Linked DNA regions of Hordeum vulgare: region 1 is linked to region 2. The links are chromatin contacts, called in public Hi-C maps. All regions are on one chromosome and are shown on one strand. Each heading gives the region's core, a stretch centred on a gene start, on an enhancer-like site or on the middle of the called end of the contact. The rest is flanking DNA. Distances are from core to core; before and after follow the strand shown.

Region 1 (3,368 bases), core at 654-3,153, 370 kb before region 2:
TCTTTTGTTGGAGTGAAGCAACCCATCGGTGATCGTTAAGCTACGTTGCATGCAAACAACTAGGACGATCCATGATCCGAAGCTCCGCTCAAAGCAGACGAGGTTGTAACTCTGTCAAAACGGGTGTGTGATTTCAACCGAGTAATACATCTACTTCCTCCATTCTAACATAAGTGTCGTGGTGGTTTTAGCTCCCTGAAATGGGCGAAGTAGTTTTTTGAAAAGAAAAAGAAAACATAGGAAAACATCGTCTAAATAAAAGAGGCTCACGACTTGCAAGCTAAGGCCCTTGCTAGTGCTCCATCATGGATAGGTGCTAAACAAGTCACATAAGGGAAAAAATAACATGACACAACAATTAAGAAGAAGAAAGAGCACTTTAGTAACCTAGAAAAAATTAATGCCATACACGTGAGCTTAGGCAAACCACTTAAAGGAGTGAAACGAACCAATGCATAAAAGAGTTTAGATGCTAAATCATTAAATAAAATAAGCTTAACAACAATAAGTTAAGTACCTACACATTGAGGTGTTGAGTTGCTAAGCGTTTGATGCAATTAACACCTCATCTAAGCACATTTAGAAGAGGTCTAACTACTGACCCCTCAATTTTCGCAACAAAAAAATAAATTATATAGGGAAAACTCTATCGTTCAACCGGCGGATCTGCGCGATCCATCCACCACCTGCTCGTCAGATCCCGCCATCGCAATCGTCTTGACTTTTTTCTGAAACTGGAGCGTTGTTTCCGCAACTGGAGCGTTGTTTCAGAAAAATACCCAGTCCATGTCTCCACCTCCGCCTCGGCCCGACAACCCTCGCCGCCGCCGGCCTGCTACGGCTCGCCGCCCTCCGCCGTCGGCCTCCGGCGTCGGCCTGCCCGCGGCCTCGCGTGCCCTCCGTCGCCGCCCCTGCATCGGCTCCGCCTCGGCTCCGGCGACCTCGCCCGCCGCCTGCTTGTTGCCGCTCAGCCTCGCCGGAGCTTCCGTCGTTGCCATGGCCTTCCCCGCCCTGCTCCCGGCCCCGTCGGCGAGCTCCCGCGACCACGGGGCAGCCGCCTCGCCTCACGCGGCCAGGGCCAGCCGCCGTCGCCCACACCGCCGGAGTGCTGCGGCGTCCCAGCCCGCTCTCGGCTCTGCCGTAGCCCCTCGGCCACGCCGGCGAGCTCCCGCAACCAGGGGGCTAGACGCCTCGCCGCCCGTCGCCCCGCACCGCCGTAGCGCGGCCCCATCCCAGCCCGCTGCAAAAAATTCCTGAAACATGACCTTTGTTGCAAAAAATTCTTCCGCAACAGCACCCATGTTTTGCAGAAAGACGAACATTTTTTTTCCCTGAAACAAGCAATTGTTTCTGAAACTCGACCGTTGTTTCAGGATTTAATGGATCCAAAGTTTATTTTTTGCAACAAAGCGATTGTTTCTGGAACTCGAACGTTGTTTCAGGAATTAAATCAGGAACGGATCGGACGGCTATGGACGAGATCGAACGGCTGTGGAGGTGATGGATTTTTAGTAAATATCCACCGATGAATTGGTAGCAGCCCCGTTATATAGACCCCTCAATGTTTCTTATCTTTACCGGCCACTGATTGCCTGTCCTTTTCAGGAAACAGCTTGCCAGCGATAGCAAAAAAGGAATCGATATGGCAGCGCACAGGCGGGCGCAAACCTTTCCTCTTTTAAAAATAAAATAAACCCTGCGCGCGTAAACCGGATCTCGGCCTTTGCCCCGGTCAACACCCGCGTCAACCAGGCAACCAAACCCAAGTCGCCAGCCCAGGCCCAAAGCCCAGGCCCTCCACTCGCGGTCCGGGCCACCGGGGGCCGGGGCGGCTTACGAAGTCAACGACCTTGACCGCGCCGCGGCTCGGTCAGTTAAAAGACACGGCCTCGCTTTCTTCTCCCTCGTTTCTCGCTTTCGCATTGGAGACGAGAGAAGCCTCAGGCCGCCATTTCCACCCCCTCCCCTCCGCTCGCCGTGCGCCGCCGCCCGCTGACCTCTACCGGAGCTGGGAAGGCTCCGGAGAGCTGCCATACTGTGATCCGCCGCGGGCCGGAGCATCTCCGCGTCGGTCGGCTGTTCGGCGGGTTAGTATTAGCTCCGTCGGTGCGCCGGTGGGGTGGAGGTGGAAGCCCCCCGTCGGGCACCGCGCCTCGCCGGGACCGCCGGTTTTCTCGGCCCTCCCTCTCCTGCCGCGGTTCAGGTCAGCCTCGCTGCTTTTTCATGGATCATCCGATCGAAGAGTCCTAGATTTCTTCCCTTCCCTTGCTCTCTGTCTCTCGTCGCGCCGTTTCTTGAAATTACTGGGCGACAGAAGAGAAGGGGGATGCAGAGAGCCGGCAGCTCGCGATCTGATTAGAGCAAATAGCCGTGGAAACATGCCATCAACTGTAGTAATCGGCCTTAACTCTGACTATAGCCCTTGGTATTGCTTGAATCGAATGCCTGTGGGTGATTCCGCTGACATACATAGCGATAGAGTTTCAGTAACAATTATCGGCGTCCTGTTCTTCAGTAACGCACAATTGCTGCAACTTTCTGTTGGATTGTGATAGGGTGTGAGGATCCGTGCGAGCCCAGAAATGTCAGACATCGAATGCTACATGACTGGCGGGAGATACGGTGCCTGGGAATCGATTGACCCGGCCAGTCTTGCATTGCTAGCAAGCCTCCAGAAATCATTTAGATGACAACCCATACATAGCCTGTGCAATACCATGTGCCGGCTGCAACCACCCTTCCTGCTTCAGATTAACAAGAAAGCCGTGACGTGGTCTGGGTGCGCAATATCGTCTTTGTTTACTGTTGCAGTCCAGTAGCGCGTCTTCTCGCGATCTCATCCATTGTTTATTCCGTGGAAAAAGAACATGTATGCGGGTTTAGGTTTTGTCCTCAAGCTCATAGGATATTTGTAGGAACCGATCATGACATCGATGCCTGTCCAAGAAAGGTATAACTAGTCAATCAAAGAGACTATTTGGATGAGAAAAGGAGTTGTGGTGGCCTGACGGCCTTGGCCGCTACCTTTGTTTATGCATGCCATCACATACCACATCTCAAGTTGCAACGTACCAAATCAGTGATAGTTGGTTGTTAGTTAAAACTCCACTGCCTATGCAAAGCTGTCTGTCAATAATGTTTATGATGGGTAAAACTCCAGAAAGGTTCAAGTTTGAGTCTAGGTGAAATGCTTAAGTGGCTTTGCTGCTCAATTCAAGTTTGAAGCAAAGCAATTTCAATGTAGGTTTTGACTTACTGGGACATAGGATCCCCACAAATTGCTGCATAATGCAAACTGTAAATAAATATACATTTCACTATGATACACCTAGCAATATAACATATACAAACCAGTGGTTGTGATTGCA
Region 2 (3,805 bases), core at 407-2,906:
AAAAAACAAGAAAGTAGTAAGAAATTACAAGATGCCACTTAGCCATGATCCCATCGCTTCAGCTACCACTACATCGCCCCCTTCAAGCTTTCCACCAGAAACAGCTGCTGCAGCGTGGGCGGCGGCACCGAAAACTCTGGCTCCACCGACAAATACGTTGAGCTGCCAGGACACCACCACGCAGCTTCCCGTCTGCAGCCTGAAGCTCCTTCGTCCGCCGCTTTGGGTGACAGCTCGTGCAGTGCTTCCGTCCCGATCTGCCGGTAGTTCCCGGGATACCTCTCGGGCACGAGATGGGGAGTGACATGGCATGCCAATTTCAGAGGCAGGTTCTGGTCCGCGGGTGCACCCGCCGAATCGATCTGCGGCATGGCGAAGCAGACGGCATCCACTCGAACGATCGGCCACGGCATGCCGTCGGTCGCTGCGCGTCCCGCGTCCGTGGTGGAAATGGAATTCCGGTGGCACCTCCATGCCGACGAGACGCACCGCATCGACATGGACGACGCGTTGGAATAGCTCGCTTCCTGCGCCTGCACCTCCCCGACGAACCCCCTCGCCGTTGCGCAGGCGGCGCCGAACTGGGGAGGCAGCAGGTGCAAGGAAGACATGACGACGCCCAGGATGTCAGCACGCTCCAGCAGGTGGAACACCACGCAGAGCTTCACGTTCTTCTCCCACTCGGCGCTGTCGTCGCAGGAGAGGAAGAGGACGACCTCCCTGTTGCCGTCGCCGTCGCCGTCGCGCGGGTGGAGCAGCAGGAGGGCGTCCCGGCTGCCGCTCCTGAGGGAGAACTCGAGCGTCTTCCCTGCAAGCAGCGACTCCGTGGGGTCTTCCAAGGACACCGTCAAGCTCTTCGGACGGCCTCCAAGCTGGACGTACCGGAAGAACTCGTCGGCGACCTGCGCCAGCCTCTCGAACCTCCGCACCGTCGCGTCGCTCGGATCACCGCCGCCGTCCTTGCCGCGGCGGAAGGGCAAGAAGCGTGCCGCCGCTCGAGCGACGCGCGTACGAACGGGGGTCTCCTTACTCGCAATCCCCTCGCTCCGCTGCCGCTCCGCGGATCTGCTCCTGGAAGCGCGCAGGATGGCGTCGCCTTCCTCGCCTACGCGCTTCAGTCTCGCCTTCCAGTCGAGCAATGGTTGGTGGAGTATGAGCCAATCTTGGGAGACGGCGACAACGCTGTGGATCTTCAGCACCGCGAACTCGAGCCTCTCGGCGTTGTCCTCCGCGCCCCCATCCACTCTCGAGTTGCCTGATGATAGGATCGAGAAAATTCTGCTTACAGACTCGCTCGCAACCGCGGATCCAAATATCTCAGCCATGAGCATGAGGCCTTCCCCTGGTAAATCAGAGCTCCTGCTTTTAGTGATGCATGGCGCATCTTTCCACCCGTAAGAAAATTGCTCAGCGTGTTTGAATGGTAAGCCTTAAAATGGCAAGCCATAGAAAAGTCTTTCACGTCACGGTCACGGTTCTCATTGAGACTTATCGTCGAAGGCGTCGTCCTTGGAATAAAGTTAAGTGTAAGAAAATCGGACGACACAGACGGACGGGCGATTTTGTTCACTTTTTGTTCGGTTGGTTCGATCGCATGTCATGCGTCTGTCCTGTTTTAGATATGGATCGACAACGCGCTCAACTTGTCAATCCATATGTGTCCGTGTGACCGGCTGGTCGTTCTATTTTACATTAATTTGCATAGTTTGAATCAAATAACATAATTTGGACAGAATAAAATATCATAGTTATTACAAGCCTAATAAAATAGCATACTTATTACAAACTTATACAAGGACTCTAGACAAATAGACTCGCTCATACGGACGTACTCGTCAATGAGATCACCTGGCACTCCGTATGCAAGCATTCGGATGGCGTTAGTGCATTTCTCATAAGAGGAAAAACCTATCTTGCCGACGGCATCCTCTTTGCACTCGAAATAGTCATCATAGCCGACCACCCCCTCTCTAATACGGTTGAAAAGATGCCTACTCATACGGAAATTGCGGCAAATTTTTGATGTTTGAATAACGAATTTGTTGTATCAAAGTAGTCCTTTCAAAGAAGGAAATGTCCGCTCTCTCGGTTGCGATTCAACGTCGGAAGGTGGCCCGGAATGAAGCCACGGAACAACGTCCGTTGGCTGTTGAGGTGGTGACGGACCAACACGGCAGCCAATATCTCCTCCTCGTCATCGGACGACGAATCATCGGAGTCGCAAAGGAAATTGTGAAAAAAGAACTCGTCGACGGAGTCTATTTTGTACCTTGGCAAACCGTCGAACAGCTTGCGGGCATCGACGAAGCAGACAGCCGGCGAAGGAAGTCGCGGCGCGCACGGACCAACTAGCTGCCCTGTCGGCGTCCGACGAGCGTGCCTGTGAGGATCTGGCCGGGCGGCGAGGCGGCTTCTTGGTCGGGGGCGGACTGTGTGGTGGGGGCGCGGGGGTGGGAAGCAGTCGGCTCCCCGGCGGCAAAACGGCGGCCGCGGACGACGTGGGAGTGGGCCGCGTTGCTGGGCGGATGTGGAGGCGCCGGCAATTGCAGAGTCGCCGGCAAAAATGAGCGGCGGCGTCGGCGACGAAGGAGGCGGGTGAGGGTTGGATGGGGGGAGGCCAATGTGCCACCGACCAACGGGCCTGGGGAAGGAGAAGGCGAGCGTCCGCGCGTCTGTCGTTTGTCCGCGCCGACGCAAATCCGTCTCAAAAATGGGCCGGGAATGGGTCGCCCGCGGACGAAAACCGGATGCGCGTCCGTTTGGGTCGGCGCGTTGGGCCACTTTTTGTGTCCGTTTCGACCCAAATGTACGACGGCACACGAAATGGGTCGTCCCATTGAAGTTGCTCTAACATGATTGTTTTCTGAGAAAACTTCGAATCTATTTATCGTGCTATGACAGTACAAACAACACAAAAATAAAGAAATTATGTGTGACGGAAACAAACACTGAAACGAGTTGAAGGCACGCTGTCGTCATCAGAGCTCCTGATTTTAGTGATAACGCATAGAAAAATTGCTCAACGTGTTGGACTGGTATATAAGCCATAAAACAGGTGTTGAAAGTCTTTCACGTCGCTTTTCTGATGAAGACTATTGTTGAAGGCATCTTCCTTCGAATAAAGTTAGGGCGATGCCATGGATCAGCCGGATGATTTCTTAGAAAAATCATCCGCGTGCACGTCCGTCCGATTCGTGCGTGCGTGACCCTTCGATCGTCTTCCTCTGCTTCGGTCTCTTGCAGTTCCGTTTGTGCTTGCAAACACAAAGCACCCCATGCCCCTGCCGTCCCTCAGTCGTAGCATGCCTCCCCATCATCGCCCTGCACGGCTACAGAGCTGCAATAGCAGTGTCGCCGAAAGCCATCGTAGCAACGCTGGCTTGCAGCGCCAGGAGCGTTGCATGACACACCCGTCAGCATCGACGAGGTTGGCATCGTAGCACTAGTGCTCCCCTGCACGTCATGCCCCCATCCATCTTGCACCACGAGCAGTGTCGGGCGAGTGCTGCTACGATGTGCCCTGCATCTTTGCTCTCGTTCCAGTTTGCAGCGTCAGCCGCCGTCGAGCGTTGCATGGCAGTGCCAGCTGTGTCGATGGGCGTTGCAGAGCAACACCACGACAACAACCATCCCAGCTTTCACACCGGCAGTCTGCACCGTAACACTGGTGCACCCCGATGCAATGAAGCTCCGCCATTGGCTTGCAGCAGCTTCATTGTAGCATCTCCTGCTACAAACACATCTCTGCCGCCGGCCATGGCAACACTTCAAAGCATCTCCTTGCTGCAACACAGTTCCCCTGTCA

The links. A called contact is a pair of places that touch in the nucleus more often than the background predicts.
Region 1: a contact with region 2 is called in a Hi-C map of leaf, with 3 times the contacts expected there. The contact joins the promoter of LOC123412093 here to the promoter of LOC123408800 in region 2. A contact is called at or near these places in 2 of 6 Hi-C or Micro-C datasets (leaf and seedling) and 1 of 1 datasets of contacts at active chromatin or transcription factors (embryo).

What each region holds. Positions count from the first base shown.
Region 1 is chr7H:593,015,969-593,019,336 of MorexV3_pseudomolecules_assembly, reverse strand. It overlaps LOC123412093 (cold-responsive protein kinase 1-like), which reads left to right and starts at 1,903. Exons shown (of 7, transcript XM_045105039.1): 1 at 1,903-2,203.
Region 2 is chr7H:592,649,250-592,653,054 of MorexV3_pseudomolecules_assembly, reverse strand. It overlaps LOC123408800, which reads right to left and starts at 1,656. Exons shown (of 1, transcript XM_045101846.1): 1 at 1-1,656. The coding sequence starts at 1,331. The coding sequence ends at 69.